Linked DNA regions of Mus musculus: regions 1, 2, 3, 4, 5 and 6 are each linked to region 7. A link is a contact called in public HiChIP or PLAC-seq and promoter capture Hi-C data. All regions are on one chromosome and are shown on one strand. Each heading gives the region's core, a stretch centred on a gene start, on an enhancer-like site or on the middle of the called end of the contact. The rest is flanking DNA. Distances are from core to core; before and after follow the strand shown. Region 1 holds the start of Uhrf1bp1 (UHRF1 (ICBP90) binding protein 1). Region 2 holds the start of Pgap6 (post-glycosylphosphatidylinositol attachment to proteins 6). Region 3 holds the start of Snrpc (U1 small nuclear ribonucleoprotein C). Region 4 overlaps Ilrun (inflammation and lipid regulator with UBA-like and NBR1-like domains). Region 5 holds the start of Decr2 (2-4-dienoyl-Coenzyme A reductase 2, peroxisomal). Region 6 holds the start of Axin1 (axin 1). Region 7 holds the start of Ggnbp1 (gametogenetin binding protein 1).

The links. Promoter capture Hi-C pulls out the DNA fragments that hold promoters and counts their contacts. HiChIP or PLAC-seq counts read pairs in DNA pulled down with a chosen protein or histone mark.
Region 1: a contact with region 7 is called in an HNF4G HiChIP or PLAC-seq map of pancreatic cancer cells. The contact joins the promoter of Uhrf1bp1 here to the promoter of Ggnbp1 in region 7. A contact is called at or near these places in 3 of 39 promoter capture datasets (embryonic stem cells and hippocampal neurons), 4 of 115 datasets of contacts at active chromatin or transcription factors (bone marrow-derived macrophages, embryonic forebrain, microglia and 1 more) and 1 of 9 other capture datasets (adipose tissue).
Region 2: a promoter capture Hi-C map of liver shows a contact between it and region 7, with 4 times the contacts expected there. The contact joins the promoter of Pgap6 here to the promoter of Ggnbp1 in region 7. A contact is called at or near these places in 1 of 39 promoter capture datasets (liver) and 1 of 115 datasets of contacts at active chromatin or transcription factors (pancreatic cancer cells).
Region 3: a contact with region 7 is called in an H3K27ac HiChIP or PLAC-seq map of microglia, with 6 times the contacts expected there. The contact joins the promoter of Snrpc here to the promoter of Ggnbp1 in region 7. A contact is called at or near these places in 3 of 39 promoter capture datasets (embryonic stem cells, hippocampal neurons and pre-B cells) and 8 of 115 datasets of contacts at active chromatin or transcription factors (bone marrow-derived dendritic cells, embryonic forebrain, embryonic stem cells and 5 more).
Region 4: a contact with region 7 is called in a FOXA1 HiChIP or PLAC-seq map of pancreatic cancer cells. The contact joins the enhancer-like site here to the promoter of Ggnbp1 in region 7.
Region 5: a promoter capture Hi-C map of liver shows a contact between it and region 7, with 2.5 times the contacts expected there. The contact joins the promoter of Decr2 here to the promoter of Ggnbp1 in region 7. A contact is called at or near these places in 3 of 39 promoter capture datasets (the HPC-7 cell line, liver and pre-B cells).
Region 6: a contact with region 7 is called in a promoter capture Hi-C map of hippocampal neurons, with 2.3 times the contacts expected there. The contact joins the promoter of Axin1 here to the promoter of Ggnbp1 in region 7. A contact is called at or near these places in 2 of 39 promoter capture datasets (hippocampal neurons and liver) and 1 of 115 datasets of contacts at active chromatin or transcription factors (pancreatic cancer cells).

The regions. Positions count from the first base shown.
Region 1 is chr17:27,854,134-27,857,860 of GRCm38.p6, forward strand. It overlaps Uhrf1bp1 (UHRF1 (ICBP90) binding protein 1), which reads left to right and starts at 2,374. Exons shown (of 21, transcript NM_001080769.1): 1 at 2,374-2,661. The coding sequence starts at 2,618.
Region 2 is chr17:26,111,813-26,116,118 of GRCm38.p6, forward strand. Pgap6 (post-glycosylphosphatidylinositol attachment to proteins 6) reads left to right here and starts at 1,504. Exons shown (of 13, transcript NM_021793.2): 1 at 1,504-1,755. The coding sequence starts at 1,638.
Region 3 is chr17:27,838,329-27,842,100 of GRCm38.p6, forward strand. Snrpc (U1 small nuclear ribonucleoprotein C) reads left to right here and starts at 1,759. Exons shown (of 6, transcript NM_011432.2): 1 at 1,759-1,841; 2 at 2,136-2,178. The coding sequence starts at 1,834.
Region 4 is chr17:27,797,997-27,802,045 of GRCm38.p6, forward strand. The region is part of intron 1 of Ilrun (inflammation and lipid regulator with UBA-like and NBR1-like domains); the gene reads right to left. Among named protein-coding and RNA genes, the nearest start is that of Ilrun, 21 kb to the right of the region's middle. Within about 2 kb of position 2,210, at least 231 of the 459 cell types and tissues checked have an H3K27ac peak or open chromatin away from gene starts, as enhancers often do. A contact at or near this core is called in pancreatic cancer cells, where this site is marked.
Region 5 is chr17:26,087,944-26,091,733 of GRCm38.p6, forward strand. It overlaps Decr2 (2-4-dienoyl-Coenzyme A reductase 2, peroxisomal), which reads right to left and starts at 2,221. Exons shown (of 9, transcript NM_011933.2): 1 at 2,021-2,221; 2 at 986-1,054; 3 at 79-130. The coding sequence starts at 2,100.
Region 6 is chr17:26,136,215-26,140,180 of GRCm38.p6, forward strand. It overlaps Axin1 (axin 1), which reads left to right and starts at 2,472. Exons shown (of 11, transcript NM_009733.2): 1 at 2,472-2,827. Gm46600 (a long non-coding RNA gene) reads right to left here and starts at 2,538. Exons shown (of 3, transcript XR_001782196.2): 1 at 2,187-2,538; 2 at 1,059-1,127; 3 at 571-599.
Region 7 is chr17:27,027,994-27,031,958 of GRCm38.p6, forward strand. Ggnbp1 (gametogenetin binding protein 1) reads left to right here and starts at 1,266. Exons shown (of 6, transcript NM_027544.2): 1 at 1,266-1,953; 2 at 2,683-2,807. The coding sequence starts at 1,466. Bak1 (BCL2-antagonist/killer 1) reads right to left here and starts at 634. Exons shown (of 6, transcript NM_007523.3): 1 at 418-634.

The DNA of each region.
Region 1 (3,727 bases), core at 1,124-3,623, 830 kb after region 7:
AGCAGCCAGTGCTCTTATTTACCTAGCCATCTCTCCAATTTCCCTTCCATTTTTTCAAGATATGGTCTCCAGGCTGGAGAGATAGCTCAGAGGTAAAGAGCACTGTCTAATCTTCCACAGGTCCTGACTTCAATCCCCAGCAACCACATGGTGGAACATAACCATCTCTAATGGAATCTGATGCCCTCTTCTGGTGTGTATGCAGAAAAATAAAGATACTGGTCACCTGGAACCTGGGTTGTCTTAGAAATGACTATAGAGCTGAGGACAACCTTGAATTCCTAATAGTCTTGCTTCTTCCTCCTAGGTGCTTCCCTCATGCCTGGCTGCTATCCTGAGATGGCATTGTATTATATAGCCCAGGTTGGCCTTGAACTACCTCAGCTCATGAGGACTGGGATTTTAAGAGCATAGTATCAGCTGGGTGTGGCAGCGCACATTTTTAATCCCAGCACTCAGGATTAGGGGCACAGAGGCAGGCCTATCTCTGTGAGTTTTAGGCCAGTCTGGTCTAGAAATTATTTCCAGGATAGCCAGGGCTGCACAGGAAAACCCTGTCTCAACAAGAAAAACTATTGTCCGACAATTTCCACCCCCCCTCCTTCTCAATCCTCTCTTTTTGATTGATTGATTGATTAATTTTGAGACAGGGTTTCTCTGTGTAGCCCTGGCTGTCCTGAAACTCAGTCTGTAGACCAGGCTGGCTTCAGATTCAAGTAGATCCACCTGTTTTTCCACCTCCTGATTGTGGGGACTAAAGGCTTGTGCCATGTTTTTTGTCTCAGTGTTTAAAATTAAAATTAAATCTCAATCTGGAAACATTGCTAGTTATGAATAAAGTTTCAGAAGGAACTTACGACAGCTTGTGAAAGCTCAATGAATGTTAGTTGCAGTGACTAAAACAGTATAGCCAGGTGTGGTGTGAACAGCCACATTTTTTGGCGCTCAGGAGGCAGAGACAGGAGGATGGCTGCCACTTTGGCCACATCCTGGTCTATCTACATAGCAATCCCTGGGCCATCTAGGGCTATATCTGGATACCTTGTCTCAATCTCAACCAAGAGTAAACTTTTTTTTGGTGGTTTTTCGAGACAGGGGTTCTCTTTGTAGCCCTGGCTGTCCTGGAACTCACTTTGTAGACCAGGCTGGCCTCAAACTCAGAAATCCGCCTGCCTTTGCCTCCAGAGTGCTGGGATTAAAGGCTTGCGCCACCACGCTGGGCTCCAAGAGTAAACTTAAAAGACCTGGGGACTGGAGAGATGGCTCCCTGCTAAGTGCTGCTCTAGAGGGCTTAGGTGCAGTGCTCAGCACCCACACCAAGTGGCTCACAACTACTTGTAACTCCAGTGCCAAAGAATCTGACAGCTTCTGGTCTCTGTGGGCACATGACATTCACACTCACATAGGAATGCACAGATAAATAAAAACACTCCGTCTTTGGGGGGCGGTGCGTCTGAGTGGAGTACTTACCTCATTTGCTTGATGTAATTAATTCCTACTCCCGCCAAACTTACCAAGAAAGCAAAACCACACGAAATAGCGAGAATTAAAGACATTGGCTCTCATTTCCATTGCTCCCTTTTCAAAAGGCAGTTAAGTATATTGAGTCATGTACTAATGATCAATAGACATTTAAATTTCCTAAAGGGGGCTTTAAGCAAAGTATGTTGGTTAGGTTTGCTGTGGTTGTTCGGCGTTTTGACCTCAGCAGTTTGTCAGAATGGTGCATTGGGAAATGAGATCCTGCACTGAGCCATTGTCATGCATGGAAACAGGATTCAGCCCTTGCCCCAGTTTTGTAGCTTTGGTCAGATGGTATCTGAGTATCTCCTGGATACAGTGAAGAGTGGAAGGAGCCTCCATCTGTGTTTAATGGAGTGGCCCAAGGCTTGGCGAGCACTTTATCACGGAGGCCTTATGTATTTAGCAGCTTAATAACTGCAGATATTTTTCTTGAAACTGGAAGCATTAAAGGTTAGATTTCTTGGGTCTTTTTTTTTTTTTGTGGTTTTTCGAGACAGCGTTTCTCTGTATAGCCCTGGCTGTCATGGAACTCACTTTGTAGACCAGGCTGGCCTCGAACTCAGAAGAGACAAGGTCTCTTAATGTAACCCTGTCTTGGTAGTCCCCATGTAGACAGGGTTGGTCTCAAGGTCCTATATTTGCTTGCCTCTGGCTCTGGAGAGTTCGGAGTAAAGGCGAATGCCACCATCTACCTTCTGGAAGAGTGAGCCCCGCCTCTGAGCGTGTAAGCCCCGCCCCGCGCAGTTGCCCCGCCCCCTATGCCTCTGAGCTCCCGCCGCCCCGCCCCTCATCCCTTGCGCCTGTGCCGCCGCGCGCGTCCCCGCCCCTCGCCGTGCGCTCTCGCCACGGGGATCCCGGAGGGTGGCGTGCGGTCTGGGTTCTGCTCCGCGGGATCCTGCGGCGCCGCACGGGCGGGTGGGAACGCGGCGGAACTCCTGGCGCTGAGTTAGGGGCGACAGAGAGCCATGGCGGCCACTGTGGCTACGGCAGCCGGTGCCCGCGCCGCGGCGAGGTGAGAGGACGCCTCTTTTCCACAACTGAGGAGGCCACGGCTGCCCGTCTGCCTGCATTCCACGCGGGCCCGGGCTGCAGCATGGCCGGGATCATTAAGAAGCAGATCTTGAAGCATCTGTCCCGGTGAGAGCGCCACCCCGCGTACTCGGTCCTTTTCCGAGCCCTCCGACCTCCCTCCGGCCGCTCTGGGCGAGCGGCTCCCTGCAGGCGCGATTCAACTCTTGCGGGCCGTTGTCGGCGCTGCATTACTCCCTCGCCCGGGCCACCTTCCTCCCCACCCCCGTCGCCGCCTCCTTCCTCGGCGCGGGTCACCCAGCCCTTTCCTGGCCGTACCTTCCAGACCCGCACGGAACCTGGCAGGCCAGCCCTGGAGGCCTCTTCCCGCCTGCCGAGCCGCCCAGCGCCGGTTCATTTCTGGCTTTGCCGCTCCGTGCTGGATTACCCAGGTCCCCTTCGATTGCAGCGCCGACGCCGGCTTTCTCCTTCTGTGAGGCGAGCTCCTCCTCTTCTGTCTGACCCTGTTGCATCACTCTTGAAAAGATATAAACCCTTCACCCGAGGCTGGTCGTCCTTTCGGACCTCCCTCCTTTCTGGGTCCGCTTTCTTCTCCGTACACAGACGGATTGGAGAAAGGTCAGCGGAGGTGGGGGATAAAGTTTCAGCAGCCTTCCCTTTAAGATGCCATGGAGGTTTGTTTGACAGCCAGTGTCCACTTGTGCTTTGTGGCCTCCTGTTAAGCTGTCCTGTCGCTCTGTATTTGGGGCATGACGGGTTAGCTGGCAAGACACTTTTCAGCTATATCTGAAGGACTCCTGGTCTCTGCGTGATGATGCAGCTTGTTAGAATGGGTGGCTGCGAAAATTGGGAGCTAGCTTTGCAGTTGGTTTTCGCTGCTTATTCTAGCTTGGTGATGGTTGTTAATTTAGGTTGTCTCAGAGGCTCTAGTGATCCAGAGTTTGGCAGCACAGTGACTAGTGGTTTTCAAGAGGTGTGTGTGAGTGTTGCCAGTCAACATGGAACACCAGGGCTTGTGTGAGCCTCTGTCCCTGACGTGGTGTCCCCCGTTGCCTGGCTGACATTGGCTTATGTGATCTTAGACATTTATTAGCTAGATTCAGATACCTTGTTTGATTAACTGTTATGTGCATGACTGAAGGGCCGGCTCCTGGAGTCTGGGCACTTCCTCTTC
Region 2 (4,306 bases), core at 254-2,753, 920 kb before region 7:
CTTGTGTAGCCCTGGCTGTCCTGGAACTCCCTTTGTACCCGAGGCCGGCCTTGAATTTAGATATCCACTTGCCTTGCCGGTGGGTGGGGCCTTTCTTCCTTCCTTGTGCTGAGATACAGGTGTGCTCTGCCCCACCAGCCCTTTCTCATGTGACCACAGTCACTTTCAGTAGGGGTGACCACTTTATATATGCATCTACCATTAGAACAGTGGGTGGATGCAGCCCCACACTTCAGTGAACCCTGGCAGGATAACAAAGGAAATAGTTTTCCTACAGGCTGGGGCTATTTTTGGAGAGTTCGGAGGCTCCTTGGGGACATTCCTTAATTTGGGCCCCATCTCCCCAAAGAGCTTTTTGATCTTTGTTTGGCAAAAGGATAAATATGCTCCAACTTTTTAACATTCTCTAACACAGGAGGTGGTCCTGTTGTTCTAATTTGCATAATGTTTTAGGAATCCTGTAGCATGTAGCACTTTGACTTTTTTCCCCCAGCTTTTCAAAACAGGGTTTCTCTGAGTACCTGGAACTCAGAGGTTGGTCTGTCTCTGCCTCCCAAGTGCTGGGATTAAAGGTGTGCACCATGACCACCCTGGTCCCTTATCACTTTCCTGAAAAGGCAGGTAATACTGATGTGGGGAGCACTTTACTAGTATCTGTAGGTCAGGCTGGCCTCACTCTTGGTGATTTTCTTGTTCTAGCCTTGCCAGCACTGGGACTTCAGCTGAGATCCACTGTACTCAGCTTTTCATGATAGGCTGCAACCTGACCTGGTGTTATTTATAATTTTTTTTTCTCAAGACAGGGTTTCTCTGTGTAATAGCTTTGGCTGTCCTGGACTTTATTTGTAAACTACCCTGGCCTTGAACTCAGAGGTCTGCCTGCCTTTGCCTCCCCAGTGCTGGAATTAAAGGCACGGGCCACAAATGTTTGGCTTATTTTTGTACGCATGTTTTTAGTGCATTGTTTTACTTTTGTTGTTGCATCGAACCCCTCTGAAAAAAGCCTCAACTTCTCTTTTTGGGCTTTCAGTTTGCAACCACATCTTTAACATGTTTGGAATATATCCCTTTGGTACCCAGAGTAGTTCATCTGACACTGACATGAAACTCGGTTACTCAAAGTGCACCTTCCCGTTTCCATTTGGTCTCTTATACTTTTGCGGCAGTTTATGGTTATGGTGTGAGGGGTCCTGAGAGCAGCTGGAGGTTCGGTTCTTCCAGGCAAGGTCAGAGTGCACCTTCGGGCGTATATGTCACGTATACGTGACATCTGTCGTCTGGTACCCCAAAGCGTTCGACAGGACCCTTCATCCTTTGCCGCCCACCCCCTCAAGCTGAGTGATCCCCAGTGAATCCGTGTCCCCTTCCAATGAGACCTTTTCGGCCCCCTGCTGTTCGCCTCCACTCTGGCCAAGGTGACGCGGTCCAGCATCCTCAGGAACCTAGACCGCAGGCCGGCTCCCTGCGGGGCGGGGCCTCGGAGGCGGAAGTGCCCGGGGCGCTGGCGGCAGGTCTATCGGAGCCATGGGAGCTCCGGGCAGAGGCAGTGGCGGCGGCCGCAGAGGCGGCGGGGGCTGCCCAGGCGGGGGCGAGCGGCGCGGGACGCGGGAGGGGTAGCTCGGGCTGAGCGCCGAGCCATGGGCCGGGTTGGGGCCGGGGGCACAGCGCGGGAGGCAGCGACCGGGTCACTGCTGCTGCTGCTGCTGCTCCTGGCTCGGCCTCCGCCTGCCGCCGCCAGCAACAGCAAGGAGAGCGGTGAGCCCGCGGGCCTACAGCGCCATCCGCGGCGCGGGCCGGGGGCGGGCGGGAGGCGGGGATTGTGACTCACGGGGGGCACCTGTGCGTTCACCTGGCGCGGCGTTGAAACGAGGTTCTCATCTTGGGTTGCGCCCCCTGCGGGGCATCCGGGCCAGAAAAACCCCCATGCCCGCTTTTCCGTTCCGGGCCCGCCGAGTTCGCTCACTTGGAGCGGATTCTACCGGTCCGTCTCTCCTGTGCTTTAGAGACGCGACTGTGGCACCCAAGAGCTGGGAGGTAGAGGAACCTATCTCCGAAGAATAGCTGAACCGTGGTGACGCAAGGGACAGTATCTGGTAGAAGGGTTGAGCTAGAGAAAGTTGGGCAGACCCTGGACTAGGGGGGGTCTAACCAGCATTATGTTCCTAATCCAATCCCAGGAAGGTCACTCTTGATTGCTGATTTTGCTTCTCACCGACTGTGCTGCCAGCTGGCCCTAGAGAAGCTGGCTGACCAGAATGGATGTAAAGAAAGGGTACTCCCTTATAGGGGAGCTTCCTAACTGCTTTTTGTTATTTCTGCTCCGCAAGTGGGAACGCACTGGACTACAGTTTAAGGAGGCAGTTAGATCTTTGACCCTCTGTGTTCTGCCTACCCGCAGACATTTAGAAATAGGAAAGATGAGTACTTTCCCTTCTCTTGCCCGGCGGGAAACTCCCCGGGAGACCTTTGTGCTACCTGGTGTTCCTTGGACCTTTCCGGATGTTGACTGTACCTCCCATTTCCACCCCCTCCTCCCTTGGAGCTCTTGTTTCTTTCTTTTTTATTTATTTATTTATTTACTTATTTATTTATTTTTATTATATGTAATTACACTGTAGCTGTCTTCAGACACTCCGGAAGAGGGAGTCAGATCTCATTACGGATGGTTGTGAGCCACCATGTGGTTGCTGGGATTTGAACTTCGGACCTTCGGAAGAGCAGTCGGGTGCTCTTACCCACTGAGCCATCTCACCAGCCCCTTGTTTCTTTTTTTAAAGATTTATTTATTTATTATATGTAAGTACACTGTAGCTGTCTTCAGACACTCCAGAAGGGGGAGTCAAATCTCACTAGGGATGGTTGTGAGCCACCATGTGGTTACTGGGATTTGCACTCAGGACATTTGGAAGAGCAGTCAGTGATCTTAACCGCTGAGCCATCTCTCCAGCCCGGAGCTCTTGTTTCTTTGAGGGTTGTTGTTTTTGGTTTCCGAGGAGTTGGTATAGTTTGAAATGAAAGGCAGTGTTCCCTAAAGACCTTCTGATAGATTGCTCCATACCACATCCTATTTGTTCCTCCTTCTCCAGCCCTGGGATTAAGCCCAAGTGAGAGTTGATGGCTGGGTGGGGGACAAGTGGCTCTGTGGCCCTGGCTGCTTTGACGTGTGGGTAGTATCTCTGACAGTTGCTGGGGTTTGGAAGGTGTGGGGCAGAGTACCTTTGCTTAAATTCTCAGGGAAAGTTCAGGACTTTCTTTTCCCACTCTCTACTCAACCTTATGCCAATGGGGGTGGTGTGTGGGGCAGGCAGGGCTCACCCTACCATGCCAGTTGTCTAGGTCATATGTGTTCAACAAAGTAAGTGTGTGTCTCATCAAGGAAGTCTGGAGAGGTTATTTAGACATGAGAGTTTGGTACTTGGGTCTCATCTAGGTATCTAAACATCACAGATGTCAGCTCTATTCCAAGTGTCCCTCCCTTCACAAAGGCTTTGTGGGGTCCAAGGGCTTTTCCCTTAGCAGGTTAAGGGTGCTGCTGTACGCTGTAGGGTAATCTCTCCCACCGGGCCGCCTCAGAGGTTTGGATACCTGCCTATCCAAGACCGCACAGTCCTAGGGGGTGGGGAACCTGTTCTGCCTCAGCTGAGAGAGCAATATTCTGCCTCACAGTTTATTTTCTGCTCCATTATCATATTACCATGTAGCAGCTCCTGGTATTCAGTCCTCAACCTGGTGAATGGGACCTGCAGCTAGCAGAGAGCGTGGAGTTCACCGAGGGAGCTCCCCTCTGCCCTCCCCATGCCAGCCTCCTTTGCAGCTCCTTTGCTCTCCTCCAGCAGGCTGCTAGCTTTTCTCCAGGTGCCTCTGTTTGGAGGAGTCACATGTCTGGCAAGAAAGCCAGCTGCTCACCTGACTCCCTCTCCTCTCTCCTGGGGGAACCAGGCACCACTTTCACAGTGGGGCAAAGGGAGGCTTCCTGAGTGGGAAGGGCGCCAAATAGTACTGTGTTTCTCTTAAAGCACTTTATTACTCATTAACTTCAAAGGGAAAAGCAGTCTGCTTTAGACTACCCATAGGGATCCAGGAATCTAGAGAGGTAAGGGGCACCCAAGATCATACAGGCGCAAGGCCTGAGCTGCCACTGGGTATGGGGTAGGAGTCTGTAAGATGATGCAGGGCCTGAGGCCACATGATGCCCTAGTCTGGGGGCTTTAGGGAGTTTGTCTGCCTGGTCTTCTGTCATTGTACCTCCATGCATGGGTGTGTGCCCTGAGGGCATTTGGAGATCTCACCCATTTGGAACAGAGAG
Region 3 (3,772 bases), core at 509-3,008, 810 kb after region 7:
ACTAATACAGCCACCACGCCCGGCTTTAATTTATTTTTTGAGACAGGGTTTGTCTGTGTATTCCTGATTGTTCTGGACCTCACTCTGTACATCAGCCTGACCTCAATCAGAGATCTGCCTGCCTCTGCCTCCTGAGTGCTACGATTAACCACCCCGCCAAAGGTCTAGGTTATTTAAGGAACTAATAAGGACCAAAGTTATCTGAAGGTGACAATGAAAATCACTGCTTTCAAGTGATATCACATTTGAATTGAATTTTGCAAACCAGCCTAGGGATAGTAACTTTTCTGACTCTCTCTCTCTCTCTCTCTCTCTCTCTCTCCCTGCCCCCCCAAGTGTGTGTGTGTGTGTGTGTGTGTGTGTGAGAGAGAGAGAGAGAGAGAGAGACAGCAGTATGACTCCTCCCTCCTCTCTCATTCTTTGGAGTTCAAGTTAAAAGGCAATCCACTTTGTTTGAGAGAACAGACTCTAAGTTTGACCTGTTAGTTGGCAATGTACTGCTAACAACGTCTATAGAATCACTACCATTTATGGTGGCCTAAGTGCATAGACCTTTCGCTAAATGCCCTATGAGCTTTACATTTAAATTTTTTTTATATTTTGTTTTATTTTAGACAAGGTTTCCCTGTGTAGCCCTGGCTGTCCTGGAACTCACTCTGTAGACCAGGCTGGCCTTGAACTCAGAAATCTGCCTGCCTCTGCCTCCCAAGTGCTGGGATTAAAGGCGTGCGCCACCACTGCCCGGCTTAAATTCATTTTTGTATTATTGTATGTATATGGGTGTTTAGTTTGTAAGTGCACCATGTATGTGCCTAGTGCTGGGAGTGGATTAAAAAAGATCCATCAGACACCCTGAGACTTGAGCTGCAGACAGGTGGGAGTCACCACGGGGGAGTGTTGGTGATCGAACTTAGATTGTTCCAAGAGCAACAAATGCTTAATCGCTACACCAATTCTCCAGCTACTTTCCAGCATTTTTACATTTGATTCTTCCTTAAACTGCACAAGTTATTACCTTTACTTTTCAGATAAGGAAACTGAAGCTCAGAGAGAGTAAATTGCACAGCTAGGAAGGAAGCAGGGAGACAGGGTTTAAAACTTGAGACCCGCCCCACTCACCCAGGAGTGTGTCCCTACAATTCACGTCTGTCTTAATTGCTCAAATACAATGATCAATTTCTCAGTGATCGTCTTCTACATTTTCTTTGTCTTCCTTGATGTTCAGCTGCGCTCTTCCCCGCTTCATTTCCCCAGCATAGGACTTTGATCCCTCAGCCACTGATCGATTTCAGCTTACTGCTAATCAGGTCTTGGAGAATGAGAACTTTTACCTGATTTGGTTCTGCCTTTTTCACTTCTCATTTACAGAAGAGCTGGGTACATACTAGAGCAGTGGTCGTGACACCTTTTGCGGGTCGAACAACCCGTTCACAGGTTTCTCCTAAGACCATCAGAAAACACCGATAATTTGCATTACTAGTCATACGAGTGGCAAAATTACAGTTATGAAATAGCGACAAGAATAATTTCTGGTTGGGGGGGTCACCACAATTTGAGAAGCTGGATTAATGATTCGCAGCGTAGGAACTGCTGACTCAGGGTTTTGGAACCTTTTGTTGATAGTACTAAATTACGCACTTCCTAGACGGAGTAACTAATCCTGAATAAGTGAGCGCGGATTGAACCTCAGAGGCACCCACAGCATCCGTAGGGCAGAGGCCGGAAGCGGAAGTCCTACCCCTCCTGTCTGCATCCTTTGCTCGCGTCGGCGCAGCCTGTGTGCGTCAGTTCCTGGCGGCGGGGATCGGGGTAGCCAACGGCTTGTGGAGCATCATGCCCAAGTGAGTGTGGCCCTGGGAGCAAGCGGACTTGCGGTGGTCAGTTGGGTCCTGGTGAAGGTGCAGGGCGGCGGCCTCGGGTTCTGGACGTTCCGAGGGGAAGGCGAGCCCCTCCGAGGGATGGCGGGTGGAGACCCAGGCTCTCCGGCCATCCTGGCAGAGTGGGCGCGGACCCTCGCTCAGAAGCCTCGCATTCTGTCAGGACGCTTTGTTTGACTTACAATCCGAGGAAGTTGGGTTTTGGGTCTGTTTGTTTGGACAGCTGTTAATTGCTGACGTTTTCTTTTGTCATTTCAGGTTTTATTGTGACTACTGTGATACGTATCTTACCCACGATTCTGTAAGTGGCGGGTCTTTTTTATAATCCTAAAACGCCTTGTATGCAAAATTCTTTTTCTTTAGGTCCAGGTGTGTGCATTACAGTCTCCTGGAAATTTTATGACAACCTTTCTTAGAAAGTAATTAGGAAGCGGGTGTTTTTTCCCACCCTTTTTGTGAGGTCTTTGCAATTTGAAGGTATTTGCAGAATGATAAAACTTTAAGCAAGCTTGAAGATGGAAAGCATTTGCGTATACAGAAACTGCATGTACCTGTAATGTCAATACTTGAGAGGCTGAGCCAGGAAGATGGCAAATTCCAGGTCAGTTAAGGATACATATTGAGACCTTGTCAAAATAACTCGCCCCACCCTCCAAAAAAAGCCCAACAAAACAAAAAACAAACAAACCAGGAGTGTGTTCCTACAAACTTGCAGATTTGATTATGTCACATTATTCAAATGCCTGGTTAAAATGGAAAGAAATGTCTTAGTGTACAGCTCCATTCTCAGCTCCTGTGAGAACCTCATTAACTATTGATCATCAGGAGGAATAACTGAGATATGTGATTAGTGTTGCCCCGTGTGTAGCAGCCACAAGGCCCAGCAACAAAGTTAGGGCCTGGCGCCTGTCTTCCTAGTACACTGAGATGGAGCATTGCTGTGAGTTTAAGGCTATGGTGGGAGACCCTACCTCAAAAAAAAGCAAATCAAAACAACCTTTAGCAACAACAAAATTTGGTTTTTATGGTTTTAATAGTTTTAAATAATCTATTTATCTGCCCCCCCCCCCCCCAATCTCCTGAGGAAACAAGACAGATCTTCTGGAATAATTTGTAAACCAGGCTGACTTCGAACTCACAGAGAGCTGCTTGCTTTCTGCCTTCTGAGTGCACGGAGTAAAGTTATGTGCCACCACTTCCTTGGCTTATTTATTTTTGGAAAGGGTTTCATTATGTAGCCCTGGGTGGCCTAGAACTTATGTAGAACAGGCTGTCCTGCTGCCTCCATGCCTGGGATTCAAGGCCTGCATCACTCCGACCAGCCTATAGTACTGTATTCTCCTAATAGTGTGGCTTAAATATATTTAAGCTGCTGTTTTCCCATGAGAAACATGAGGACGCTGGGCGTGGTGGCGCACGCCTTTAATCCCAGCACTTGGGAGGCAGAGGCAGACGGATTTCTGAGTTCGAGGCCAGCCTGGTCTACAAAGTGAGTTCCAGGACAGCCAGGGCTATACAGAGAAACCCTGTCTCGAAAAACCAAAAAAAAAAAAAAAAAAAGAGAAACATGAGGACATTGAAATAGTACCAGGATTCAGATCAGCCATACGCATGCTTTTTCTTAAAGTAGCAAACTGTTTTAGATTTGTAAATATGGAGTCTTTATAATACTAAAAAGTCTTTATAATACTAAAAGTCATTGTAGACAGAAGCCATAGACAGTAAATAAATGAAGCTGCCAGGCAGATGTATAACCCAGTTGGTAGAGCACATGCCTAAACTACAGAAGCTCTGAGTTCTGTTCCTGGTACTGAGTAGTGAGGGAGGCCAAGAGGCAAGGATCTATGTGTCTGCCAGTGCTCAAAAGCAAATGTTTGATGGGTAGGCCCCAGTAT
Region 4 (4,049 bases), core at 960-3,459, 770 kb after region 7:
AGTATGAGGCCAGCCTGATCTACAAAGTTTTAGGACAGCCAGGATTGTTAGAAAGAGAAACTCTGTCTCAAAAAATCTTCTGACAAAGGATGGATGGGCAGTGGGGAGGGTGGGATACCATAGGACTGTTCCTGTCTGGGAACTGTACCATGGGATGACTGAAATACTCTGTCACTACCACAGACATTTTTTTTCCAGACAAGAGTCTCATTATGTAGCTCTGGCTGTCCTGGAGCTCAGATAAATAGACTAGTTTGGCCTTGAACTCAGAGACCCAGTTGCCTGAGTCCCAAGTGCTGGAACTCAGTACCAGGAAGGTAGGGGCAAGAGGACTATCACAAGTTCAAGGCCAGCCTGGGCTACAATAGCAAGATTGTACACCCCACTCACCCAAAAAAAGTTACAATTGAAAATGCTGTATGAACTTTGAAAAACTAAGTGTGTGTTTACATGAACGCATGAATGTACCGCTGCCGGAACAACGTGAAGATGAGAGGACACCTTGTTAGACCTAGTTCTCCCCAACACCATGTGACTACGGATAATGAACTCCAGTCCTCAGGCTTGGGAGCAAGCACTGTTACTCACACACAGGGCTGGAGACACGGCTCAGTGGTGAAGAGCACTTGCTGCTCCTTCAGAGGATCCTGGTTCAATACCAAGCACCCACTTTGTAGCTAACACACTCTGTGTCTCTGTGTGTGTGTGTGTGTGTGTGTGTGTGTGTGTGTGTGTGTTTTACTACACAGATTCAGGCAAAATACCCATACACATTAGAAAACATAAGAACTGAAACTACAAGCTGGGCATTGTGCTGCATGTCTGTAAGCTCAATACACGAGAAGCAGAGACAGAAGGAGCAGGAGTTTTAAAAGGCCAGCCTCTGTTACATATCGAGTTCAAGATTATTAACCAGGGCCACATGAGACCCTGCCTGCTCTCAGGTACAGGGAAATTTAGATCAACTAAAGCAAAAGGAAACATCTAGTCAGACATGGGAGTTGATGTCTGTAGTCGCAGTACTCAAAAGGCTATGGTAGGGGGACTGTCAGGAGTTTGGGGCCAGCCTGGGCTACACAGTAAGTTCTAGGTTACTAGACTGAGCTACAATATGAGACACCAGTCCCCCAAAAGCAGAGAGGATATGAAGGGGATTGGTAAGATGGCTCACTAGGTAAAGGCATTTGGTGCCAGGCCTGACAATGTGCTAGCCACTACAACCTGACTAACAGAAGGAGAGGCCTGCCTGCCTCCTGACAAGCACTCCTTTGACTGCCACATGAGCTGTGGCTACTATGTAGTCACACACATGCACACAGTAAATGCAGAGGGCAGGGATGGAAAAGAAAAGAGAGAAAAATCTACAGAGTTAAAAAAAATGCTTTTCGGGGCTGGCAAGATGGCTCAGCAGGTAAGAGCACTGACTGCTCTTCTAAAGGTCCTGAGTTCAAATCCCAGCAACCACATGGTGGCTCACAACCACCCATAATGAGATCTGACACCTCTTCTGGTGTGTCTGGAGACAGCAACAGTGTATGTATATATAATAATAAATAAATCTTTAAAAAAAAATGCTTTTCTTGGGCAGAGGGAACAGCTCAGGGGTAGTGTTGAGTATACACACAGCCATAGTCTTAACCCCAGTAGTGAAACACACACACACACACACACACAAAAGAAAAAAAGAAAAGAAAAGAAAAAAGAAAAACACCAGGCCACTAAGCATAAAACACTCATTCTAATGACATAGTGTGCAACTGTAAGGAGGACCACAGCCTGGCAGGATTAGCCCTGTGGAGCCCCTATGCTGTGGAACATATGCTCTACCCCCAGTGTGGCCGTCCTCTGCTCTCGGACACACACACCAAGGCACACTGCAAAGGGAAATCCAATTAGTTAGCAGCAGATCTGCTCTGGCCAGGCCTCCTGTCTGCTTTCACTCGGGTAGCACTCGAGTCTGAGGAGAACAAGGCCCAAGGCAGGAAGGCACTCCTCCTTCCTGTGAAGATGGAAGTGCTCCGGAAGCAGGGGTCCCCAGAAGGACCCTGTAATCTGCCTCAGTCAGTCCAGGTTCAAGCTGCTAAGTATTAAGATGAATTTGCAGATGGAAGCCACATTGTTACAGGAACTTATTGCAATGCAAACCTCTGAGGCGAAGTCTGAGGGCGGTGCTGTGTATGTGCACTGCACTGTGTACTCAGGAGGACAAAGGCAGACTGTGCATGTAACCTGAGGCTGCACTCTGCTGAGTCACTTCCGTCACACACCTCGGGGTCCAACAACTCACGTTTCGGTCAAAAGAGCAGGTTTAGAATAACTCCTTGTTTTGGTCGCTGGATTTAATTTCCTGAAATGATTTACAATCGCTGTATCTATGGTAACTACAGTTTCTGGAAATTCTGAGCCACTGTGAGGAGACAATGTGGATTGCCCCAAACACCACAGGATGACCGCACAAAGCATGTCCAGACACAGCGCTCCTTACACACGGTTCTGGTTTGTCATGAAACTCAGATAGTGAGTTATGGTATGAGCAGATAAATCTGCAACTAAGCAGAATTTCAAACTGATTTGATCCTAAGACTGTCAAAGAGGTGTTTCTTGGTTTAAAAAATACAAAGGTTTGATTTTTTTAAAGTTGCCAAAAAGTATCTGAATACACAATTTATCCTATAATTTAGCTGTTATTGCTGTAAAAATTAGGAAATATAATAAAGGCAGAATTTATGGGCTTTGCTAAGAAATATCATATACCTTTTACAATCTCTTTGATTAAATGTTTCTGTTGTGTCTAAGAATTCCTGCCTGTGAGATCTTGGGACACTGTGCTTCCCATAGGGACCAGCCTCAAAGTGGCTTAGTTTCATTTCCCCTGAGGAACGTGCCGGCTGGCCATGCCATCTCTGGAGATGATATGAAAGCAAGCTCTGGCATACACATGTCCACATAAGAGAACATCCACAGAGGAAGTAACCAACCGTATGCTTGTCTCCAAGCTTTAAAAAGGTAAGTTCTATAGTGTGCAACACACCCAACGCTAGCTACTACACTAACAAACCCGGAGCAGGCCACTCACCTCAGCTGCAAGTGCAACCTGAAGTCAGTGGATATTGGCCACTGCACGGTGGTTATGAAACAAGTAACTTTAAAAAGCTACATACAGGCAGGGCGTAGGGGTGCAGGTCTTTAATCCCAGCACTCGGGAGGGACTGGCAGGAGGATGTCTGTGAATCTGAGTACAGCCTGGTTTACACAGCAAGCTATAGACTAGCCAGTACTACATAAAGACTGTCTCAAAAAAAAAAAATAAATAAATAAAAACATAAAAAAAACCAAAAAAACAAAACCCAAAGTTCCATACAGGGCTGGATAGAAGAATATTTACTGATCTTGCAAAGAAACCTGGGTTCAATTCCCCACACCCACAAGTTCAGTCTGTAACTTCAGTTCCAAAGACTCCAACACCCTCTTCTGGCTTCCTAGAGTACTGCATGCATATGATGCACAGACATACATGCACACAAACATTATATATGAGACAATCACAACCATAGAACCACATACCCTCTACTGGCCTCCACAGCCCTGGCACTGTGTGCACACATCAACAAGGACACACGCACATGTACATACATACACACACACACACACACACACACACACACACACGGACCATAAAGATGGCTTAGCAAGTGCCAGCATCTGTTCCAACCACGGCGGCCTGAGTACAAGGTGGGAGAGGAGAGGCAGGCTGTCCTCTGACTCCACATAACAGCCTTGATACACGTGCACAAACAAATATACACACAAAAGAAATAAATGGAATAAAACAAAAAAAAATAAAAGCTATATACTAGATCGAGGGAGACATACTGGATAAATTATATGCTATCACCTTAGCAGCCTGAGCTTGGTCCCTAGGTCCTACAGGGGACCTAGGAACCAAGTTGTCCCTGACCACCATAAATATGCCATGGTATGCCATCCAACAGTTTTTCCCTAGAAATAAAGGTTATGGTATTATAGGTTGGTTCAATCTCAGCACTGCA
Region 5 (3,790 bases), core at 971-3,470, 940 kb before region 7:
TCTGCTCAAGAAGAGACAGATTTTGTTCTGTTTCTATCCTCTGGGTCTCAGGACTCCTCCCCACAGCTTTCTTCTCACCGTGGTCACTTTCTGCAGACTCCTGCCGACGATGACAGTGTGGCAGCCATGCCTATAAAACCAGATAGTAGGCCTGAGAAGAAAAGATGAGGGACAAACCCTGGGGGGCTCCCAGCAAGCACTACTCCAGAAGGAACTCCCCCAAGTTTCTTAGTTTCTTGGCCTGACCGGCAGCAGGCACAACTGTGTAAGTCTAGACAGACTTCTGGATGCCATGGCTGCCCACTCCTAGGTGTCTGTGGTGTGTCTCTGGCTTGGGGTACCCTGCCTCAGATACCATGTACATGGCAGAGAGGGTGTAGTGGGATACTGGTGTCAATCCCATATCTGTGCAGGGCCCTGCTGGGACACTGGAGTGAAGAACAGGAGCCCATTTTGAGAGGGGGAGCCACCCGGTGACAACAGTGTCTATGACCTGCTCCACAGGTTTTCATAGAAGCTACACCAGCTTATTTAATCTTCCCGACTCTGAATAGACAGGGCTTTGTTCTACTAGAAGAAACTTCATAAAGCCACCAGCTCTGAATAATAATCTACTACTTGGAGCCTCAGTCGATTCTTGTGGGACTCACGTCCAGTTGTGAAAAGCTGAGTGCTGGGGAAGACTGGAGAAGGGTTCTTCTACCTCCACCTCCACAATTCTGAGCCTCCACCAGCTTTGGTATCGAGCTGCTAATCCTCTCAATGAGGTCACAAAACCTGTGTCCAAGGGACACTCTTCTCCCACATCAGCAGCACCCCGTCAACGTACGAGGCTGTGAGGCTAGTCACACACAGTCTCAACTAATTCTAGGAGACCACAAAGGTCCTGACCTCTCCCCAAGACAGCATTCAACCACTCCCCCAAATCCACCAAGATCCAGACAAAGGGACGTAAGGTGGCAGGAAGGGTTCCGGTAGTGTGTACCTCATGAAAATCTCTGCGATCCGGAAGCCAATCCCAGAACCACCACCTGTGATAAAGGCCACTTTGTCCCTTCAAAAACAAGAAAATGTAGTCATTTTTAAATATTTATTTGTTTTACCAGTATGAGTGTTTTGCCTGTGTGCCTACAGAGAGTTGAGTCCTCGTGTGGATGCTGGGAACCAATGCTGGGTCTCCTGCAAGAACAGTAAGTGCTCTGAACTTATTCAGCCATCTCTCTAGTCCCTAAACTCTTCTTTGAAAACCATGTTTTAGCTTGATGGGGGATGCATGCCTGTAATTCCAGCCTGTGAGAAGTGGAGACAGGGGGACCAAGAATTAAAAGCCAGCCTGGTCTACAGAGAGAGTTCTAGGACAGCCAGGGCTTCACAGAGAAACCTCATCTCGAAGAGCTTTAGATAGATAGATCTCTGTTAACTCAAGCTCAAATAGATAAGCGGCCCGTGGAGAACTTTCACTCCATGAACTTCTACCCAGTTTCGCTATGAAGGAAAACATGCTCCTGCTAAACAGGTACTCAATGAATTTGCAAGACATAAATCCCCAGCCATAAAACTGCAATCTTTAAAGTCGGTTATTTTTAGGCTCCCTAGAAGTTCGGAGGTGAAGGAGTTTATTTAGCCTAAAATTTTCTGCGTAGTAAGTTACCAAGAGAGACTTGTTTTCAAAAGTGAGCAAGCGCCGGGCGTGGTGTCGCACGCCTTTAATTCCAGCACTCGGGAGGCAGAGGCAGGCGGATTTCTGAGTTCGAGGCTAGCCTGGTCTACAAAGTGACTTCCAGGACAGCCAAGGCTATACAGAGAAACCCTGTCTCTAAAACAAAACAAAACAAAGTGAGCAGCTTCCACCCTCAGTCCCTCATCCCATTCTTCCAGAACCCCAAGAAACTTCAGGTCTACGATTGCCCAGGAACGGAGTACTGAGCATCTGTCCTCTGTGATGTCACATCCAGTGGCAGATTCGTTAAACCCTGTGCCCCAAGTCTGGATCGCCCCCTGGTTCCCTGCTTTAGCTCACTGGAGAAGATCCGGGCAGAAGAGATGGTGGTATTCAGGAAGACAGTCATCCCCCTCAACGTCGGGCGGCGGCTGGGCCATGATTGCTGCGTGTCCGGGATGGCAAGGACAGTGGAACCAGGAACCAGATCTACCTTTCCAACGCAAAACGCAGCGTTCTGCAGGTTGCTCGCTCCGCCCAGAAAGATCCAGGACCAAAGTTCTGCCCCCACATCAAGCCGCCCATCAGACGGGGGTGGGACAGGGGCGCCCCACCCCAAAAAGGTGCCTGGGCCCTTCAAGCCTTCCTATCACAGACCCTCCCGCAACTCCCAGCCTCCAGCCCTTCCCACTCGACCAGGCGGACACCCCGCCCTCGGTGGCGCGCAGCCTGCTGGGACTGAGAATGGGAGGAGGCACTGATACAGAGGCCCAGAGACGCTCCAGCCAGTTAAATGCCCGGTTCCTTTCCCAGTTGGTGTCTGTGCAGCCACTTAGTCCATATACCCAAGCTGGCCGGGCTGCGTGCTATCAGCTGTGGAAGTCGGAACTCCAGATGAACACCGCTCTTGGACACTACCTCCCAGTGCAGAGAATCTGGAGCTTGCAAACCCAATAGCTCCCTCTCGTGGCTAACCCGGGTGGAAAGTCCAGAGTGAACCTCTTGCTGGCTGGCAAGAATCACTGCACTGAAACTCAGAGAACCAAGAACTGGGTTCCATTGTCTAGATGTCAAAGAGTGAAATGACTTATCAAATTAGCCACAGAAGCTGTCATGATGTACCTGCAACTGAATCAGTGACTCTGGGATCCGGGGTGAGATGTGACTTACATGTGTCAATGTGAACATAAATGGACATCAGGCCGTGGTGGTCATCATGGACAGCATCAGGTCGGGAGTGGAGGATACTCTTTTGTGCCTGGGTTGCATTGAGGGAGAGATGAGAGTAGCCCTTGGAGTGTTAGGCTCTGCTGTTCCAACTTCAGGAGACCTGATACACAATACCCACAAAGACTGGTGTGTACTCCTACTGAAGGCTCGCTCACTGGGCCTTGAAGAAGCCTCAGGTCCGGTCTATTCTTTACTGCCATCCTCAGACAAATCAGATGGGCAGGAGCTATACCAGCGCCCGCAAAAGAACCCCAATTGGATTCTCAATTTCATGGGCCCTGGATTCTTGCTTGGTTCTTGCATTTACCCAAAGTCGAGGGATCCTTCCTTTCTTTACTCAAAGCTCTAAGCTTCAGGCCTAATGTTTTATACCATGCATAAAAACACTCATTAAAGTGCTTGAGTAAAGCAATTTCCTCCACATTTGTCATGACTATGGGACATCATGGTGCATCATTGCTCTGGTGACCTATAGCTTGGCCCTGTAGTCGTGCCAATGAAATAAGTAGAATACGGTGGTAGCTGGGACTAGGGGAGTAGTAATCCAGGATCGGCATTATACACTGGCCTTAACTCCTCACCTAGGACTTTCTACTCCCCTGTAGGAGGTAGGTAAACTGAAAGCAGGATCCCATCAGGCTTGCTGTCACTGCCCATGCTGGGGGCAGGGGGACCTTTCAGTGACTCGGCTGTCCTGAGGTCACCCATGTTTCTGTGGCCAATCTCTCATCCACGGTCCCATAAGCCAGTCCAACGAACTCATGGGTTCACCAACTGGAAATGGTTGGAATTGTTACTCTAGTCTGTTATTGGTGCCCTAGAGGGGGTGAACAAGCATTTGTTCATATCTCCCAGGAAAGGTCACACAGTGCTGAGATAGCAGAACTAGTAAGTAGACCA
Region 6 (3,966 bases), core at 1,222-3,721, 890 kb before region 7:
GTCCCCTATATGCACCCCCCCCCCCGCCCTGCTCTCCAGCCCACCCACTCTTTATATCATCTTTTTCTGTTTTGTTTTTGTTTTTGTTTTTTGAGACAGGGTTTCTGCATAGCCCTGGCTGTCCTGGAACTCACTCTGTAGACCAGGCTGGACCAGGCTGGACCAGGCTGGACCAGGCTGGCCTCAAACTCAGAGATCCGCCTGCCTCTGCCTCCCAAGTGCTGGGATTAAAGGCGTGTGCCACCACACCCGGAGCTCTTTATATCTTTTTTTTTTTTTTTTTTCCGAGACAGGGTTTCTCTGTGTAGCCCTGGCTGTCCTGGAACTCACTCTGTAGACCAGGCTGGCCTCGAACTCAGAAATCTGCCTGCCTCTGCCTCCCGAGTGTTGGGATTAATGGTGTGCACCACCACGCCCGGCTTCTTTGTATCATTATTAAAAGACACTTTATTTAAAAGTATTCCTATGTCAAGGTGGAGAGATGGCTCCGTGGTTAAGAGCACTGACTGCTCTTCCAGAGGTTCCAAGTTCGTTTCCCAGCAACTGCATGGTGGCTCACAACCATCTCTGATGAGATCTGACGCCTTCTTCTGGTGTGTCTGAAGAGAGTGAGAGTGTACTCACATACATACGTAAAATAAAAATAAACCTTTTTTGCAAAAGTATATTTCTATGTCTACATTGAGGAAAAGAATTTCTGCTCATGAGTTTGGGTTTTTAAAACTCTTGATTCCTGGCAAGAAACATGAGCAAATGCCATGAAAATTTAGTTAAAGCTGCTAATGGCAATTCTGGGAGGAGCAAAGGCATTTCAAGGCTCTCAAGTGCTGTCCTTTACCCTCTCATTGCAGAAACTCCCTCAAGGTCTTCATAATTTAATCCTTTTACCCCTATTTATAATTTCTCCCCCACCACACCCCCCCCCCCCAGCACTCCTTAGCAGGCCGTTGCATTTCCTCCAGGCTTCCTGATTCCCTTCCTGTCCCTGCAGGGCAGGGGTCCCGAGGAGCTGGAGGCCCGAGGGCCCTACTCTGGTCCCAGGGCTTGGGGATACCTACCACCGTGGGCCAGCAGGAGGATGGACGTGGACTTGATCCCGAGAGCCTGGCCTGGCCGCAGCAGCAGCTCTACAGAATCAAGGCAAGCATTGGGGTCCGGGTTTGGGAGTGGGGAGGATGCCCAAGGCCAAGGCTATCTACTGCTCACTCAGTGGTCGTGATTGTTTCTTCTAATGGTATGAGGCTGAATGGTCTGGGTCAGGGGCTGCTAGAGAGTCTCCAGTGCCCAGAGGCCGGAGGACCTGAGGCTGCATTAGATGGACAGAAGTGAACATGAAACTTGTCCTGGCATTTGAGGGGGGGGGCACTATCTATACCCCAGCCCCAGACCTGAGGCTCAGTGATGAGTCTAGGAGGGGAATTTGTCAGGCTTGGTCACCCTAGTAGCTATAGTTCAAGTGGTTCCTTCTCTATACATAGCAATCCTGGTCCTCGGTACTGTGCTAAGTCCTCTTAAGGGACAGGTGGCAGGGTTAGGATCACCCCAGTCAGCTGTGGGTTTAGAGTCTGAAGCCAGTACTACTGCTTTTGCCTGTGAGCCATGAAGAAGGGACAAGGCAATGAGGGAGAACAATGTCCAGAACAAAACATGGCAGTGGCACTGGCAGCAGCAGTATAAAAGCATGTAGATGGCAAGTGCAGATGCAGCCAGTATAGGGTGGTATGGGTACCAGGAGTCCTCTGGCCAAGGTGAGGTCTGGGTGGGTGCGTACTAAGCCTAGGTCACAACTTTTTGTCTGCAAAATGGACTACCTGAGAGGTGTCAGGGGCTGATTTGACTGGTAGATGACATTCTTAAGTGCAGTAATTACTTGTGTTCACATATTTCTCCTTGGGATGTGGCTGACCGAGGGTTGAGACCTGCCAAGTAGAGAGTTGTGCATCTATGTTCCTGTGGTGGGGCAAAATGGAGTTGACTCTTTGCGCTTGCAGACTTAGCAAGAGATGCCTTGCAGACATTATAAGTGTTATGTGTGTATTTGTGTGGAGGGCGACCAGCTACCCAGAAACTCTACTCTCTCAATAGCATCTGCGATCAGATATGAGTGGTCTGCCTTCAGTGTACTGGCCTAGGGTTCAGTGATGGCTGTGGTTGTTGAGCGCGCTCAGGGCTGTTTCCCATGGCACCTTTCGGGACGAGCAGTAGTCGTTGCCCCATTGGGCATCCTCCGCGGCTACGTTTCTTTTCAGCGGCACTCCTAGTTCACGCCCCGCCTTCACCACCGCAAGACAGTGCTTGGCTCCTGAGTACGCCGCAGTCCCGCCTTTCGCTCAAGACTCTGCCCCTTACTCTTCTTGTCCTCGGACTCCCACCCGCCCCGTGTTAGAAGCTCCGCCCCACACCGTGGTTCTGCCTCTACAACGAGACCCAGCCTCCGCAGCAGTCCCGCCCCACACCACGGCCCCGCCCCCGCACTTCCGGGCGGCGCCGGCGGGGGCGCTCAGGCCTGGGCTTCAGGGCTCTGGGCTCAGGCTCCCGGCTCAGGGAAGCGCTTGCGGCCGCCGCCGCAGGAGCCTGCTGGGGTCGGGCTGGAGCCTGGTTCCAGAGAGGGCTGGTGAGAGTGAGCAGCCGGTTTTGGCGGCGCTCTGCGGCCTGCCTTGCGCCGCCTCCGGGCCACGGGTCGCCGAGCCGCCGCCGCCGCCGCGATGGGGGCCCCCCAGGGCCGCGCCCCCGCCGTGGCCCGCCCGCTGAGCCGCCGCTGAGCGCATGGGCCTCGCCGGGCCGGGAGCCAGGCCCCGGGCCGCGCCTCCACAGCCGCCGCGCGCTGGTGAGTAGTGGGAGCCGACGGGCGCGCTCCTGTGGCGCGGAGGCCTGCTGCCCGGGGCTGCGGGAGTAGGCCGCGCTAGGCCGGCGTACGCGGACCCGGAAGAGAGGGGCGCGCGGGTTGCGGGCGGGAGGCGTGCCGGAGCGCGGCCCCTGATGTGCGAGGTTGTGCCCGGCGTAGGGAGACCTGAGATCCAAGGGGACGTTGAGCGGAAGAGGTGGCAGGCTCCGCAGTATGAGTAGAGGCGTGGGGACTGCATGGTATGCTAGGTATATATGAGGAGAAGGGCTTGGGGGTGGGGGGGGCGATGTGCCAGGGACAGGACGATAGTAGGGCATGGGGAAAGCAAGGCCTGTTTGAACAGGACCAGGGACTAAGGAAAAGCAAGGATTCTAAGAATGATGTACAGGTGGGTGTGTGTCTGCCGAGTGTGGTGTACTGTTGATGGGTCTGGGACACATTTAGGATATGGGTGAGTGGGTGCTGAGAAGCTGCTGGTGCTAGACTGTGTGTGTGTCTTCCTTTGCGCTATCCCCTAGTCCCTATGAAAAAGTAAAGTAGGGACGAGTAAGAACAATCCAAGGAGGGCACTCTCTGGTGTGGTTTGGCTTGCCAGATAACCACTTGTCCTGGTGTTCATTGCCTTACTTAATAATGCTCCCCCCAAACAAAACAAATTCACCCAAAACCAAAGCCCAGAGCGAGCATTTTTAGTTGGGCATAAGGATTTTTTTCGGCTCATCTGAAGATAACTTGTAAAGAGTTCGCAATAACTGTGTACTCCTCCCCTTTACTCCAATGCGTTCCTTTACTCACAGTCCGTTTTGGAGAACATGGAGTCTGACTTTACCTGAGAGAGGCAGTACTAGCTGGTTTCAGTTTTAGAGCCCACTTCAGGGCCGAGAAAATATAGGGAGCACAGAGATTTTGTTTGATTTTTCAGCAGTATTGACTTGTCCTACATCTTTCAGAGAAACACCGTTACGACTTTATGTGATGGGGGACTGCACTAGATATGAAATGAGAGTCCTGACCTTTCAAGAATTTAATCAATGGCTCGTTAGTATGATAGTCATATTATTACTTCCACGTTCCACCTAAATCATAAGCTTGGAAGCTATACTTGAGTATAAGCAATATAT
Region 7 (3,965 bases), core at 16-2,515:
GGCCCCCATCCAAGTCGCCTTGACTTCCCATTATGTCCACTGGCTGGGCCCAGGATGCATGTTCCTCACAACCGACCACTAGGCTGTACCTAGAATCATTCTGGGGGAGGACTGTCCGTGTCCTGGTACAGCAGGGAGTATCAACCGTATAATTTCTGTCTCTGTTCATGACCTTGACCCTCCCCTCCTTCCACATAAAAGTCCAGGGCCACCAGAACCGGGCAGGAAGGGGCGCTTCTGATGTATAGCCAGAGGCCCTGTGTGAACCATGCCTGCAGCTTCCCTTTCAGAACCTCCCAGGGAAGCCACATCAAGGCCTCCCTCCTCACCGGGTTGCCGATGGAGGTTTCTGCCCCACCCTGGGCCAGAATTGCCCAGGATTAGGACGGTGGGATTTGGCACTGGCTGCCCGTGTACCTGAATGACTCTGCTCCAGATGTGGGATGGCTCAGCCGTGCAAAGACGAAGACCCCGAAGGGCTTGCTGGCTGCTTCCAGGGGCCAAGGTTTCAGGCCTGACTGGCAGGAACTGGTATCAGTGGATTCATGGTGCTGGATGCCGCCTCGGGTTGCCTCTTGGCCCAGGAAACCTCGCGACTTTGTGACCATAGAGGAGGTCCCAGCTCCCGGCAATGACCAGCTCCCTCTAGAGGAAGTTCTCGGTGGCCGCCGGATGCAGGCGCTCAGGGAGGCTGCTGCTTAGGGGAAGGTCCTCGGCCGGGCTTGGAAGCAGCTACAGCCTCCCCTGCCTGCCCTGTCCCAGCCAAGGGGAAAAGCGTTCTGTTTTCTGCCTTTCCTGTCTCTGATTCCCGGGCCTCCTCTTCCATCTTCTCCCTCTAGTGAAAAGCAAACCACAGACAACAACAAAAACCAGGATGAGCTGACCTGCAGTCCCAGCGTTCAAGAGGCTGAAGCAGGAGGATCATGAAATAGAGGCCAGCCTGTGCTACTAACACCCTAAAAGAGAGGAGGAGGAGGGGGAAGGGGAGGAAGAAGAGGAGGAGGAGGGGCAGCTCAGAATTTGTGCTGTCCTAGATCCCTGCAGCCTGGCAGCTGCAGGGACTGATCTCAAACCCAGAGTAAACAGGAGTTTATGGATAGACAGGAGCATATGATGTCCTGTTCTCAGCGTGTGCACCCTCCTCCCCCCCCCCCCCGGCCGCCCTATCTGCCTTCAGCCAGGCTTCCACAGCCTGTGGGTGCTGTTGTGTTATGTCTCACCATCCCTCAATCTCCAGCCTTCCTCTGAGACCTGCTGAGCTGGACCCTGGCTAGCTCCCTCTACCCCTCTACCCGCTTTCCTTCCAGTAGACCCCCCCCCACCAGCCTCCAGTTATAGCCTCCCCCCACCCCCACCTCCTCTTTGCCTTCTAGAACTTCTGGAAGTTTCCAACTGGAGGTTTCTGCTAGCAGTTGGTCCTGGGCTGGCTGCCATGGCTTCTCCCTGAGTCGGGGTCCCACTCAGGATGGCAGCCCCGGCGCGGACCCCTCGGTCACGGATCTTAGGCTGCTCCTCCATGCTGCGCTTTCTCCGAAACCTGGTGGGGAGTAAGGGCGGTTCTAAGAGCACTAACAAGCCCCTGACCAGGAGCCAGCCCAGCTCCTCATGGGAGCAAGATGTTGTCTCCCCAATGATGGGCCACCAGGGAGGTCGTGGGAGGAAGGAGCCCCGGGCCAAGGTCCACTCTGCAGCTTCCTCTAATGGGAAGAGGGAGCCCCCGCCCAGGGTTCTCTCTGCAGCTCCCTCCAACCCGAGGCATGATGCCTTTGAGCTGGGCACTGGGGACTCAGGGTCCCAGACCCTCACCTCCAAGGATGTCCCGAAGCTAAGGGCCCAGGGTGTTGAGGTAACATCAGTTCCTCTCAGAGGAACCTGGGAGGTTCTGGAGCAGCTACCTGAGAAGAAAGGAGAGGAGGAGGAGCCAGTAGGGGAGGTCTCCGGGGCCTCAGACAGGTGAGGGGCTGGTGCTGCTGGTGCTAGGGCTGGTGGGGTAGCCTGATCTAGCTAGAACAGAAGGAGGATGCAGGCATGAGGGCCATGACTAGAAGCCCACAGCTGTAATGGGCTGGGGTAAGGGGTCCTGAATAGTGAAAGCCATGAGGGACAGTTAAGGGTCCCAAGGGAGGGAGGGTCAGCAAACAGGGCTGTGTGAGGAGTGGCTGGGAACTGAGGTGTGGCTTCAGAGTGGAGTACCGCCTGCCTAGCACGGTCCAGGCCTGGGTTTAGTCCCCAGCACAACAAAACACATTGGTGGCACACATCTTTCATCCCAGCACTCAGGAGGCAGAGGCAGGCAGATCTCTGCATTTGAGGCCAGCCTGGTCTACAGCTAGGGCCACACCGAGGGGTATCTTGTCTTGAAAAAACAAAGAACAACCAAAGAAAATATCCTAGAGGCTAGGAAGGGTGCACTAGAGTCTGGACAGAAGTACGCTGAAGTAGGCTCTGCTCCAGCCTGTACCCCTACTTTCCTGCCTGGCTTTCTCTCCCACTGGTCTTAGCAGCAGTTCCCTGTCTGGAAGGTGCCTAGCTCCCCACATCCTATGTCCCCCAGAGGTGGTAGGGAAACCCCTCTGTTAGCTATCCCAGGGAACAGAGCAGGTCCGTGGAGAGACTCAAGGTAGAGTCAGGCCACATTTGTGGGTGTCCCCTGACCCCACCTGACTGTGGCTTTGGGTTTAGGGAGCATTTTGGCCAGGCCCTGGAGACAGAACAAGGATGCTTACAGTGGGTTCCGGGACCACTGGCGCTCACCCCTGGGGCCTTCATCAAGGAGGAAGAGGATGAACACTGCCCAATTGAGTTTGGTAAGGATGCAGGTGGGAGGGGCAGAGGGGAGGGGAGCAGAAATGGATGCCTCTCCTCTAAGACTTCTGGGGGTGGGGGTGGGGCAGGAGCCCAGCAGGGCATGAGGCAGAATCTGAGGTTGGAACCCCACTTGCTCCACGCCGTGTCATGTGACAGAGGAGCATTGCTGGGTATCTCTGCCTACTCTCCTCACCCATAAAATGGACATGGGCAACAAGGGCCTCTGAGGCATCTAAAGATCAGTGAGGTATCAAGGGCTAGATGAAGGCTGAGCACACAGTAGGGCCTGGTACACAGTAGGCACCGTGCTGCGACTCATTCTAATCCCAGCACTTAAAGGGGCCCAAGAGAACTGAGTTCAAGCCTAGCCCAGCTTCTTCAAGGTGCTGTGCTGCAGGATATTTGATCACACCATGAACCCCAAGATTGTTTTATTTACTGAGCTTTAAAAAAACCTGGTTCTGGTTGTGGTGTGACTCAGTTGTAGCACACATCTTTAATCCCTCTGGCTGGGATACAGACAACACCTTAGTACATACCTTTACTCCCTCTGAGTGCAATACAGACATATCCTCAGCACAGGCCTTTACTCCCAAACAGTGAAGGTAAAGTGAGTTTGTAGAAGGAAGCAGCCATGTTTGAAAGTGATGTCTCATTGAGTGGCAGACAAAGTGATGAATCAGAGAAAGATTTGACAGAATGGGATCTGCCCAACTCAGAGAAGAGAGAAGAAAGGGAAGCTACTTGAGGGGCAGTGGAGAGAGAGAAGGAGGCATTTTTAACTGGGAGAGTTGTGCAGAGACAGGTTGAAGAGAGAACAAGCCAGACTGAAGTGAAGACAGACAGACAGACAGACAGACAGACCAGAGAATGAGAAGGAACCGGAAGATTAGAACAGATGGCCATATTTTGAGCCCAGGAAGAAAGAAGTCAGAGGCTGAGAGAGAAGCCAGATTGGATCAGTCATCTTGGAGAGGAGTTTGAGCCAGAACAGCTGAGTTGACTGGCCAGCCAGAGCTCAGAAAGGACTAGAAAGGGTGAGCAAGTCTCAGAGGCTGAAAACATCCTAGGCCTAGATTAGACTGTACAGAGGACTAAGCCTATGTTAGCCAATGGAGGCAGTAAGCCTTGGAGAGGACAGTTACATCAGAAGAACA